Regions from separate parts of the Mus musculus genome. Here all the other regions are linked to region 1. A link is a contact called in public ChIA-PET and Micro-C data. All regions are on one chromosome and are shown on one strand. The core of a region is the stretch at or near the end of the contact, and the rest is flanking DNA. Distances in the headings are between cores, read along the strand shown.

The links. Hi-C and Micro-C count contacts between places; a contact is called where the count stands out from the background. ChIA-PET counts read pairs in DNA pulled down with a chosen protein or histone mark.
Region 2: a contact with region 1 is called in a Micro-C map of brown adipocytes, with 2.8 times the contacts expected there. The contact joins the enhancer-like site here to the promoter of Nfkbiz in region 1. A contact is called at or near these places in 1 of 39 promoter capture datasets (macrophages), 1 of 15 datasets of contacts at CTCF or cohesin (CD8 T cells), 23 of 484 Hi-C or Micro-C datasets (3T3-L1-derived adipocytes, the 63-12 cell line, B cells and 17 more), 12 of 115 datasets of contacts at active chromatin or transcription factors (the 230-238 cell line, CD8 T cells, astrocytes and 7 more) and 4 of 9 other capture datasets (adipose tissue, liver, macrophages and 1 more).
Region 3: a contact with region 1 is called in an RNA polymerase II ChIA-PET map of effector CD8 T cells, with 445 read pairs. The contact joins the enhancer-like site here to the promoter of Nfkbiz in region 1. A contact is called at or near these places in 2 of 39 promoter capture datasets (the C10 cell line and macrophages), 1 of 15 datasets of contacts at CTCF or cohesin (CD8 T cells), 27 of 484 Hi-C or Micro-C datasets (the 63-12 cell line, B cells, CD4 T cells and 22 more), 11 of 115 datasets of contacts at active chromatin or transcription factors (the 230-238 cell line, CD8 T cells, astrocytes and 7 more) and 3 of 9 other capture datasets (adipose tissue, liver and macrophages).

Annotation. Positions count from the first base shown.
Region 1 is chr16:55,820,484-55,824,349 of GRCm38.p6, forward strand. Nfkbiz (nuclear factor of kappa light polypeptide gene enhancer in B cells inhibitor, zeta) reads right to left here and starts at 1,655. Exons shown (of 12, transcript NM_001159394.1): 1 at 1,285-1,655. The coding sequence starts at 1,570.
Region 2 is chr16:55,729,551-55,733,416 of GRCm38.p6, forward strand. No RefSeq gene overlaps it. Among named protein-coding and RNA genes, the nearest start is that of Nfkbiz, 91 kb to the right of the region's middle. Within about 2 kb of position 1,706, at least 70 of the 459 cell types and tissues checked have an H3K27ac peak or open chromatin away from gene starts, as enhancers often do. A contact at or near this core is called in the N1E-115 cell line, the NIH/3T3 cell line, adipose tissue and 9 more, where this site is marked.
Region 3 is chr16:55,752,317-55,756,182 of GRCm38.p6, forward strand. No RefSeq gene overlaps it. Among named protein-coding and RNA genes, the nearest start is that of Nfkbiz, 68 kb to the right of the region's middle. Within about 2 kb of position 2,270, at least 143 of the 459 cell types and tissues checked have an H3K27ac peak or open chromatin away from gene starts, as enhancers often do. A contact at or near this core is called in the 230-238 cell line, the 63-12 cell line, B cells and 19 more, where this site is marked.

The DNA of each region.
Region 1 (3,866 bases), core at 405-2,904:
CGAACGGAGAACAAAGCATAATTTGGCTATCTGTGCCACAAGTGTGACATAGAGACAGTGACGAGGGCAAATAAAATGATTAAATAGCCTTTCTATTCAAGTTCAGGAATTCCCACAAACACCCCAATGGCCAGACTCTAACAGCACTCCTCTGGAGTGACAAGAGTTAAAACTTCCATGCCCACGTCATAGGGAGAAGAAAACGCACTTTCAGGAATCTCCCATGGCTTGTGTGGTAAACCAAGAACTAGAAACAATCGATGGGTTCAGCCAGATGTCCACGGGCCTACAAACTTCAGAAAGGGCTGTCAAAGCACGCACACCGCGCTTTTCAGGGAGCTGTGGGCAACACTGTGGCTTAAGGCACAGTGTTTTAAATCAAAAAATAACTTTTTAAAAATAAAAGACAACCAAAGCTTATGAGTAGCCAGTGTTAAGGAACAGCAAGGGGTCATTCTTTAAAATAATTGCGATGAGAAGCTCCAACAACTGAGAAAATTTAGGCGGTGTTTAAATCTACCCACAGCTGCATCCTGTTTCTCCCTCCCCCACCCCCCCAAATTATGCAACTCGGTTCGTGAAGAAAGGAAACCATACAACCCGCAGCTAAAGAAAGGGCTTCGCTAGATGTAACTTTTCCATTCTCAAGCACACAGAGAAAATCAGAATTCTGAGCAGGCCTCTGAACCGCCAACATCGTAAACTAAGCGCAGAACACTAAATCACTTTTCTGAACCAGGCTTTCCTCTACGTCCCGAAAAGTGGGTTTTCTTTGATTCATCCCTACAAATAGATTAGGAATACGGGTGTCTTAAAAATCCAGTTCCCAACGCTTTACCCTCTGCCACTGCTTCTCACTGAAAGAGTTACAAGAAGGAAACTACATCTCTCTCCATCAGCTCCAAAAACCTCATAATAGTGTTATAATTTCTCAGAGGTTCTTGAATTCGGAGGTCGGGGGAGAAGTGAAAAGGGAAAAGGTTATGAGATGGAAGAAAAGAGAATCCGAGGCTCTCAAGTTCTTTTCCAGGAAGCCAGCGCGCTAGCCCTCAGGGTCCCTTGGGCGCTGGACTCCGCAGAGGTCTAGGCAAGGACAACGTGCCAGAATCAGGACAAGGCATCTAATCACTCATGACTATTCGCGTCTGTCCGGCCGCTAAGGAAGTCACAGGGGCCGCTTAACGTCTCGACTATGGGGGGGGGGGGGGGTGGAGGGAAGTCCCTCCCCATCCTCCCAGCGTGTGAACCCCGAATAGAGGGGCAAGGAATCTCGCGGGTGGGTACCTTGAGGGCGCTCGGCGCGGGCGCCACCTCTGGGACGGGACTCCACGGCCCCGCAGGAGGACACGGAGGAAGTGGAGGAGAAATCGGAGGAGTCGGAGCCGGGCGAGCCGGGCGCGGAGGGCACGGCGGACAGGTAGCCGGTGTCGCCGGCGCCGGGGGCGGAAGGAGGCGAGGCGCCGTAGAAGTAAGCCAGGTTGAGCGGGCTGGTCATGAGGCCGCAGTCGCCGGCCGCGTCCAGCAGCCCCTCTCCGCCGCGGCTGTCGTCCAGCAGCTTGTCCACGATCATGCTCCCAGGCTAGGCGCTCGGGGTCCCCAGACACCTGCGCCACCGGATGGCTACGCGGTTGGCTGCGGCAGAGCGACTAGTACGTGCGCGCCCGGAGGGGACCGGGCTATTTAAATGAACTGACCTCCTCCTCCGCGCTCCGCCCGGTGAGGCGGCGCCTGGGCTGCCTCCCGCCCCGCCTCCGGATGTGTCTAGTTTCCAGTAAAATGCCCGGGATGAGGCAATGTGCCCTCCGCCCTCGCCCCGCCCCGCCCGGGCCGACCGGTTGTTTTCCGGCGGCTCACCTGGAAACCCCGGCTAGCACCCGCGCCCCGAACCCCCGTCGGGGCCAGCTCCAAGTTTCCCCGGTTGGCCTTCGCTGGACGCACCGCATCCCCAGGGGCCCGGGGTCCGCGGCAACCGCTGTCTGCGCAGGGGCTGCGATGCCCGGGGGCGAGCGGGAGCCCCGGGCTGCTGCAAGAACAGGTCCGCCCAGTTCGGGGAGTGGGAAGCCAGAGCGGTGCGTGCAGAGTTCAGTCTCCTCCCTTGCCTCCAACATTTAGCCCGCCTCCAAACCTGGAAGCGGTTGCCCGCGGACTTTCTGGCCTGGACTCAATTTCAGAGCTCTTGCAGTTTCTCTAACTTCATATCTGGGCCATAAGCAATCTTTTTTTTTTTTTTAGTACAGTATTAGAATAAACAGCAATGACTACCCTTTCGTATCCTTCAATACTAGAAAAAAGCTTCTAGCAAAATGATGAATACGCATATATGCGTGTATATTCTTTGTATGTTTTATATTATTTTTTACGTATTATGTAACGTTTTATTCTGCACAACTTGACCTAGTCCTGATAAACACAGGGATTTTGATGCCTCTACCTTGAATACTTTTTTCAATGTTTATACTTCCGCCGCAAATCCAACTAGCGAACCGTCAAGGGAAGTTTATTTTTAAGGGAGAGAAAGAATGAATGATTAAGTCTAAATTTTCAAGTAACATCTTAACACGTGGGGATAAGGTATACACACACCGATGAAAAGAAACTGACTATGATTAAACATCGTGAGAGGTACAAAGTTCAGTGAACAGCCTAAAAAGAGACTTTCTTGTGGAGAGGGGGAGAAGGGGGAAGTCTTCGCAAAGAATGAGATGAGCCCTAAAGGATGGCCCTAAAGCGTTTGCAGGAAAATCATCTGCCAAGAATTAAGGCCAGGAGTCAGGGAAGAATCCGCAGTGCCTTTTAGGACTGCCAAAGGGAAAATAGCATAAATGTGAAAGGTAACCTGAGCGGAGCACCTACAGGGACCAGCGAAGTTACTAGAACTTTAACGTGAGGGAATCTGAAGCTGGCAGAAATGAAACAGTTTTAGAGAAGATGAGACTGAGGGGAGTCCTAGTGGCCTAAGAAGAAGGAAAAAAAAAGTGACCTAGAAGAAGAGATAGTGGCAAAGAGGTAAGTAGAAATAACTAGATCATTACGTAAGTAAATGGCTCTGCTAGGCAGAATCCACAAATCTAGCATTGCTGACGGGGGTAAGCAGCAGGCAGCCCACAGGTGCTACAGGGCTAGGCAGGTGTGGAGCATGACTAAAAGCACAGCTAAAATTAATATCAATGACGCCTTGCCGTTCGCACAGCTGCTTGTTTTCTGGAAATAAACAAATATGGGGAGGTGAGGGGATTTGATTCCCCTAATTGTTAGCTGTTAGGCTCTTGTTCTGTGCGCAGGCAGCCTTGAGAGAAAAGAACTGTCAAACCACATTCAACACTCCAGAGAGCTACATGGCGGCTGTAGCTTCTAAAACACTACTCCAGCTTCTGAAGATGCAGCCTCAGAGCCACACTTCTCCCCCACCCCCACCCCCACCCAGGAACCCTTCCCACTCCGGCCAGATTGAAGGCCTGTCCCCTGGTGGTAGTCTAGGAGAGACTGCTGCAACTGCTGCAGATGGAACACTGTTGTGATTGGTGTAAATACAGCCCTTCCTTCGCCTGAAGGTCATAGGTGACTAGTACAAACACTTCTTTTCTGGCTTATACTAGAAGCAGACTGCCTGGCCCACGAGGGCCGCTAGCAGACATCCTGCAGTTCTTCCCACCCCCCACTGTTTCAATGGCCCAATTAAGGGCTCTTGAATAAAGTTGCCTCCTTTTCTGTGTGATTAACTTTTAAGTTAGCATACCAAAACCAATGCGTGCCACTGTGGCATTTTTATATGTATTTGTCATTATGATCTGTTCCTTCCCCAACTCATCTCCTTCCCCCACTAGCTGCTCCCTGTCCCCACCAGTTAGATAACCTTCTAGAACACA
Region 2 (3,866 bases), core at 456-2,955, 91 kb before region 1:
GTAGAGATTATAGGCCCTAGAAGGGTACTGTTGTTTAGATGAGTTGATGTAGTATCAAACTGACTTATAAATAGTAATGTTTCTACTCATAAAAGATATGCTTAACTTTAATCAAAGAAGTCTTTCTTTCCAGTGAACAATGGTGAATATAGAGTCACGGCTGCACACAGTGATAAGAAAAAGTAAAAGATGAAGGTTTAGACCTAAATAAGACATTTGTACTATCCCATCGAAGGTTCATAGAACATTGCAGAAGAGGGGCCTGAGAAACTACAAGAACAAGAAGATGGGCAAGAGGCATGTGAAATGTCACTGTCTGGGAAAGACATCGCTGTCAAAATCACAAAGTATAGTAGCTACAAACACTCACACTGGGTCTGCATAAGAATGGGTCCCTCAAAGTCAGGCATGGAGGGGCTCAGCAATCCCTACCCATCACTGCTGAACTATTTGCCATGGATACACTCAGGAAGAAATGGCAGCATGGCCTTCCTTTGTGTGCTCACTGAGGATCCTACCAGGAGCCAATGGATCGCACCAATGCAATGTTCACAGATGGCCCTGGTTAAGCTAAATGAATCACAAAACTAAGGCAGAAATTATTAATCTGGGAAAGGGATTGGTACGAAGAAGGGGTGGGGACAGAATGAAGGGGTGGGATGAGAAAAGGCAGGGTAGGGATAGGCAGAAGGGAGATGCAAGTTGATAGTTATGGGAAGGTAATTAAGAGGAGTAATTAGAACACATTAAATACAATGTATGAAATTGTCCAATAACAAAATTAATCCATTTTAATAGCCTACCAATACTATTATTGGGTGGAACTTTACAGCCACAACTATCTTTTCTCGGATGCAAAGCTCAGCAGTGGTTCCCATTTAGCTCTCAACTGTGGCGTGTTGCTGAAACAGTATCCAAGCTAAGCCCTAAGCTTCCCTGGTAAGCTTCCAGCATGAAGCTCAAGGACCAATCTGTACCTGCCTCTCCTTGTTCTGCAAGCATCGTGGTAAAGCATCTCCATGCTAACCTTAGAGACTCATGTCCACGTGAATAAGTGACAAAAAAAAAAAAACAACAAAAGTAATTTTTTTATTCCAATTGCTATTTTTTTCTTTCCGTCACAGCTTGGATTTTATCCACTTAGGGAAGCTACCCCACCCCCACCCCCTGTCTTCCTTGCACAAGCATCCTGAAGCTGCTCATCTGACTTTCTTGCCCAGTCTTAAGCGTACTCTGCTAGAGTGCTGACACTCCGTGCTGGCATCGGCTTCATCTTCGGGACCTTAAGATCTCCCAAATATCACAACAATGCTTAAAAACACCTTTTGTTTTGTTTTGTTTTGTTTTAAATGCTAAAAACACTAGAAGTGAAACCAGTTTCATTTTTGAGGACTGCCATAAAACCCTGACAGAATATTACTGTACCCACAGAAACCTGGCTGGACAAGAGCCTCCAAAGGGAAGTGCAGAAGTGCAAAAAACAGAGGAGAAGGATCTGGGTTCATAAATCACAGAACTGAAAATTTGGAAATACACCCGGGATTGATCATGTCGCTGCTTATGGAAAGTCAAAGTGGAAAGAATCCTTCACCAGGACTTGAGAGGTCTGGAGCTCGTCCAGGCCCTGTTATTACTGCCTGTGCACCTCCCTACGCCTAGTACTGGAAATAGTGATTCATGGTCCCGTCAAGCTCTTTCCACATAAGCACATCTGGACTCACTGTCATTAGCCCCGTTCTCGTTAGGAGGATTGAAACACAAACACTACACCATCTCATACCAGAGCCCTGCAGCAACTCGCTGCCTCAGCTGGGGTGGAACAGAAGCAGGAGGCTTTCCTGTCAGAAGGCTGGCCTACAGAAGTGGCCTAGATGAACAAGTAAACACAGAAAGAATCAGAGCTCTCCTGGTCTCCACCATGAATAGATCCCCACACTTGGGAGAAAAAAAGGGCAGGTCATCAGCACAACCGCTGAGCTCCCTGCAAACAGTTTTCATCAATGTCCGTGCCGGATAATTGGAGGCAGAAGTTGCTCAAACTCCATCTATGAACAGGGTGTTGTCTGGGTCATCATGTCTGGGTAGCCACTGTGACACCATCAAAAGTCTATAGAAACAAGTCAAGAGCTGAGAACTTGATTACCTCTAGGCTTACACACCCACATCCAAGTGGATTGCTATGAAGCCTTTAAAAACATCTGTAGGTGTAGAGTATATGCATATATTTTAGCATATGAAAGGCTATTCAGCCTCTTAGAAGACAAGGTGAGAAGTTAGTGCTGAATTATAATTCAAACATTAAAAGTCTACAAGAGAAGTTTCATCTAAGTCAATAGGTTTTTGAGTCTTTAATGAAAAACCTGGAAGGCTATTAAGCTATAAACCTATTTTTAATTCTCAACTACGATTTTATTGATATATGATTACCATACTATAAACCCTTTTAAAAGTGTCCACACAATGCATATTTTCAATATAAAGGCACCATTACTCCTACTTAATTTCAGAACATTGTTAGTCACCCAAGTAATGAACCTCTTATTAGCACTGACAGCACAATCTTCAGTAAGCCAGGCACTAAGAACTGCAGGGCCTCCTTTTCCTATGGGATCACCTACTCTGAGTGCTTTAAACAAATGCAGTAATAGGATCTATGACTTTTTGTGCCTAGTTTCTTTCTGTGTTGGTTTTTTGCTCTATAACCTTAGACCACAGGCGCTAATAAGAGAGCTTATCTTAAAGCTATCAGCTTTCTTTTTCAGAAATGTCTTGCAATGCTCTGTAAAATGCTTAAAACTCGGGGCTGGGGAGATGGCTCAGCAGTTCGAAACGCCTCGTGTTCTTGCAGAGGACCTGACTTTAGTTTCTAGAACCTACATGGTGGCACACAAATGCATGTGACTCCAATTTGAAAGGATCTGATGGTCTCTTTCGACATCTGCAGGCTCATGCAGGTCTGCGGTGCACATACATACACTCAAGCACATACCCATTACCATAAAATAAAATGACATTTTGAACGCTTAAAACTCGTGAGCTCTGATGGGCTGTGATCTGACCTAGCCTATAGAATCTCCAGCCCATGAGCTGGAACGTTCTTCAAACTTGAAACTTCTCAGGATGACTACAGTCTACCCTAATTCCAAAATCACCTTTCAATGAAACACAAGAACAGCATAATCCCATGAACTCAAAGCTTTGTGTGCCTGCTCACTGGCCCCAGGGCAACCTTGAGTAATTTTTTTTTAACTTCTCCTTTTACTTGAAAATGTAAAATGACAGCAGTACCTTCTCCACAGAGATGCTATGAGGACTAAGAAAAATACTCACGAAGTACTTAAGCCTGGTACAGAGAAAACCTCCAATAAATTTCTGTCACTCCCACTTTAGAACTAGTATTTTGTTATTCCCTTAAGCACTGCTATTCATCACTGTGTTCAGATAACTAGGCGAAGAATTATGTTGAAGGTGATACTTGCTTGCTTCATGGAAAGAGCATCCAATAGAAAATACTAAATAGACACTTTTTAAGTTTAAAGTTGCATGCCTGTTTGGAAACAAGTCTATATTCCTTGTGTACTTGTCTTACCTACAATGCTGTACTGGGACCTTGTGTGAGCTCTTCCATGAGGAAGTTGGTCAACTGGAAGCTTCTTGGGAGAGATGGCTATAAAGGATTAAGGATAAGGCAGCTGGCATAAGAGGGAGACCCTCAGATCAGGATGCCAGCTGGACACTGGAGAAAGGACAGAAAAGGATCCGGAGTCTGGCTGAAGTTTAGCTCTAACTTCTGACCCAGGATTTCTGTGGATGAATAAGGAGTAGCCATTAAAGTGCATCCCTATCTAGAGGAAGCCACCTGGCTC
Region 3 (3,866 bases), core at 1,020-3,519, 68 kb before region 1:
ATAGTCACAAATAATATAAAATATCTCGGCGTGACTCTAACTAAGGAAGTGAAAGATCTGTATGATAAAAACTTCAAGTCTCTGAAGAAAGAAATTAAAGAAGATCTCAGAAGATGGAAAGATCTCCCATGCTCATGGATTGGCAGGATCAACATTGTAAAAATGGCTATCTTGCCAAAAGCAATCTACAGATTCAATGCAATCCCCATCAAAATTCCAACTCAATTCTTCAACGAATTAGAAGGAGCAATTTGCAAATTCATCTGGAATAACAAAAAACCTAGGATAGCAAAAACTCTTCTCAAGGATAAAAGAACCTCTGGTGGAATCACCATGCCTGACCTAAAGCTTTACTACAGAGCAATTGTGGTAAAAACTGCATGGTACTGGTTTAGAGACAGACAAGTAGACCAATGGAATAGAATTGAAGACCCAGAAATCTGCATTCTTATGAGAGCTTCAGGCAATCATAACCTGTGCAGTTTACCTGCACAAATTCTGATCTCAGTGCTTATCATCAAAGCCTACCAATGATGTAGCTAGTCTCATTCACTTAAAAGTATTAGATGCTGTGGTTTTTAAATGTTTTCACATGATGAAATCCTTTGTGTGTACTCATTATGCTGGTTCTGCATTACATAAGAACAGTAAATGCCACATTTAATCAAAACAACATATTATCTGTGGATTAGCAAAAGATTATTTTAAAATAAAATAGAGGACCTGGGAGATACCACAGTGGATAAAGCTCTTGCTGTACAACCATGAGTCTGTGTTCAGATCTCCAGGACCCATATAAAAGTCAGGCATGGCGATTCATGTCCCTATCAGTAGTGCTAGGGAAGATGGACAGGCAGAGAGAAGTGTCCCCCAGAGTGCACTGACGAGTTGAGTCCATCTGAAATGGTGAGTTTAAGGTACAATGAGAGACTCTGTCTCAAAAAATAAGGTGGAGAGTGCTAGAGGAAGATGTCCACCGTTAACCTCTACCCACCCCACAATCACATACACAAAGATACATGCCCACTCCACATTACGTCACACACACACACTAAATCAATCAGATAATAAGATTGAAAACAGCTCTCAGAGACTTATTCCTGATGCTTCCTGCTCCCACTTTTTATTGCTCACATTTATTGGTACTCTGGGTTGAAAGTGTGAGGTGAATGGATGATTTCATTTGATCCTCATAACAGCCTCATGCTGAGGTATGAGTTACCATTATACTTCCCAGCCTGGAAATAAGCAAATCAGGACTGGGTCATGTGACTTCCCTAGGGTCTCAGAGTAAGGGAGGAACCAGCGTTGATCTGGCTTTGAATGAAAAGTTGTCTATCTAAACGCTAAAGGGAACAACTTAGTTGGATTTTGTTCAATACAGGATTTATTTTTGTTCTCTTTCTGGCCTGGTACCTCGCCCTAACAGTCTTGGAAATCGGATATAAAACACCCTGAGAGTTGTCTGGAACATTGCACATATGCAAAAATGTGAAAATAAGTTTGAAATATTAAAATATGTTTCTAAAAGATTGATATTTGGAAATGAGGGTATGGCCTAGTATTAGGGTGTTTGCCTCGAATGTAGAAGGCCTTGGGTGGTTTTGCTCTGTTTTGTTTTCATTCTCCACCACAGCTTTATTTCTGCTCCTCTTCCCTGTTCTCACTGCTCATTGGTCTTGGGGACTATCCAAGTTTGAAGATGTAACTACTATTATGAAATGACAATGGACTATTGAAAATGAAAATGGTCTTCGTAAAACAAGACTATTTTCACGAGAGTGGAGGCACCATAAAGATGAGCGTTCTCACCGGGTGGTGGTGGAGCACTCCTTTAATCCCAGCACTTGGGAGGCAGAAGCAGGTGGATTTCTGAGTTCGAGGCCAGCCTGGTCTACAGAGTGAGTTCCAGGACAGCCAGGGCTTACACAGAGAAACCCTGTCTCGGGAAAACCAAAAAGAAAAAGAAAAAAAAAAAAAAGATGAGCATTCTCTTCTCAGTGCCAACCCAGGAAGAACGTCATCCACACAGAAATGATAGTCAGTGGCTCATTCACAGGCTGCTCTCTGAGTACATTCTGGTTGCTTCACCCGATTCTCAGACAAGGGAGGAGGATAGACAGGTGTGAACTGATGATAAAACAGTGTGATGACACCAAAGCCTATCCTGTAAGGATGCGCGGTAAGACCGAAGCACAGGGTGTAAGGATGGCTGAGCAACAACTTGGTACAATATGTGTATTTCAACCCGACTTCCCAATATGGGCTCATTTCCTTTTTGCATCAACACGAAGCCTCAAGTGAAACCACAGAGTGTATTTCATTTCAGAATGAAACTCATGACACAGCAAAGCGGTGAGTCATCCCGGGTCTGTGAAATTTCAATCCCAGTGGTGTAAAAACCAACTTGGGTCCTTTCCATCATTAAGCCAGTGAATGAATGGCCAGGTGTTTGCATTTTAACCATCGTTCATCTTCGTTGAACTGTCAGGTGCACTGTAACAATCAACTGATCAGGGATAAAAGGGAAAGAGAGTAGGGAAACTGCTCTCCTTACTGGTCTGGACCATGGAAGACAGTAGAGATTGGATCCCAAGTTTTCCACACTGACTAGCCTGGAAGCAGAACCTACTTAACTGCATTGTTACATGAAAACTCCCTAAATAAACTCTTTTTTCCTTGGAATGCAAAGTTAGATAAATAGGTCTGGGAACTCTTACAGTAATGAGTGCATGCGAGTCAGTAACACATTTCAGAATTCATGATGAGGTCACAAAAGTGGCTTCCTATGTTATATAGGTGGCAACGTCATAATTACTTGTCTGTTGCTCATCTTCCTTTTAGAGTGGGGGAAAAAAAGAAGAAGAAGAAGAAGAAGAAGAAGAAGAAGAAGAAGAAGAAGAAGAAGAAGAAGAAGAAGAAGAAAGAAAGCTTCAGTGGTTTCTCAGTAAGTGTGAACCAGAACCATAGCACAGTTCATTGGATGTCCTTACTAAACGGGCACCCTGACACACAAAACTAAGGCCACAAATCCCAAGAGAAAGCCTGAAATCTGGCCCCAGCAGCAAAGAAACACATTTGTCTTTGTATCAACCTTCATCTCGTTTTTGAAAGGCATCCTGGTGTGTCCCAGGGCACACTGAATCAGTGTCAACGTGTGTCTGTTCTCAACTCCAGCCTTCGATACCATAGTTACCTCTTCTCATGGCTGTGAGAACATGTGTTCCCACTCTGGCCTGCCAATGGCAGCGACTTACATAAACAGTGCACAGAGGAGCCAGGAAGTCTAAAACCTTCACAGAGGCTTCAAATGGCATGCAAACTGTGATGAGAAGTTAGAAGACATTTAGTAGACACTGGAAACTCCTGCGGAAGCATCAGCTGTGTGAAAAGGAAGCTTAAGACCTCCTTATTCTCTAATGCCAATACTACACACTGCTTAGATTTCATAACTGAAATTGAGACTTTGGTTCTGTTCAAGTTCAAGGGTCCTTCCTGAATACTTATCATCTAGAAAGCGAGACAGCAGAACCTCTTCTTCTCTCTATCCCTCTAACAACCAACTTTAGAGTAAACTCAGATAAAATTCTAGTCTTCTCTTTCTTCTTTCTTTCCTTCCTTATTTCTTGACTTTCTTCTCTATAGAGTCACATCTTATTCCAAGATGGGGCATGTAAACCCAAAGAATGGTGGGGGGAAATCTCATGCAACTCAAATTACCCTTGAAAGCCCCTGAAGTCTCCCCCTGAGCTCTGTGTCTCCTCTGGATGATCTTATCAACACCTCTAATATGTCTTTAACTTTGTCTGTCTGTCTGTCTGTCTGTCTCTCTCTCTCTCTCTCATTTTTATTTTTTGAAATAAGGT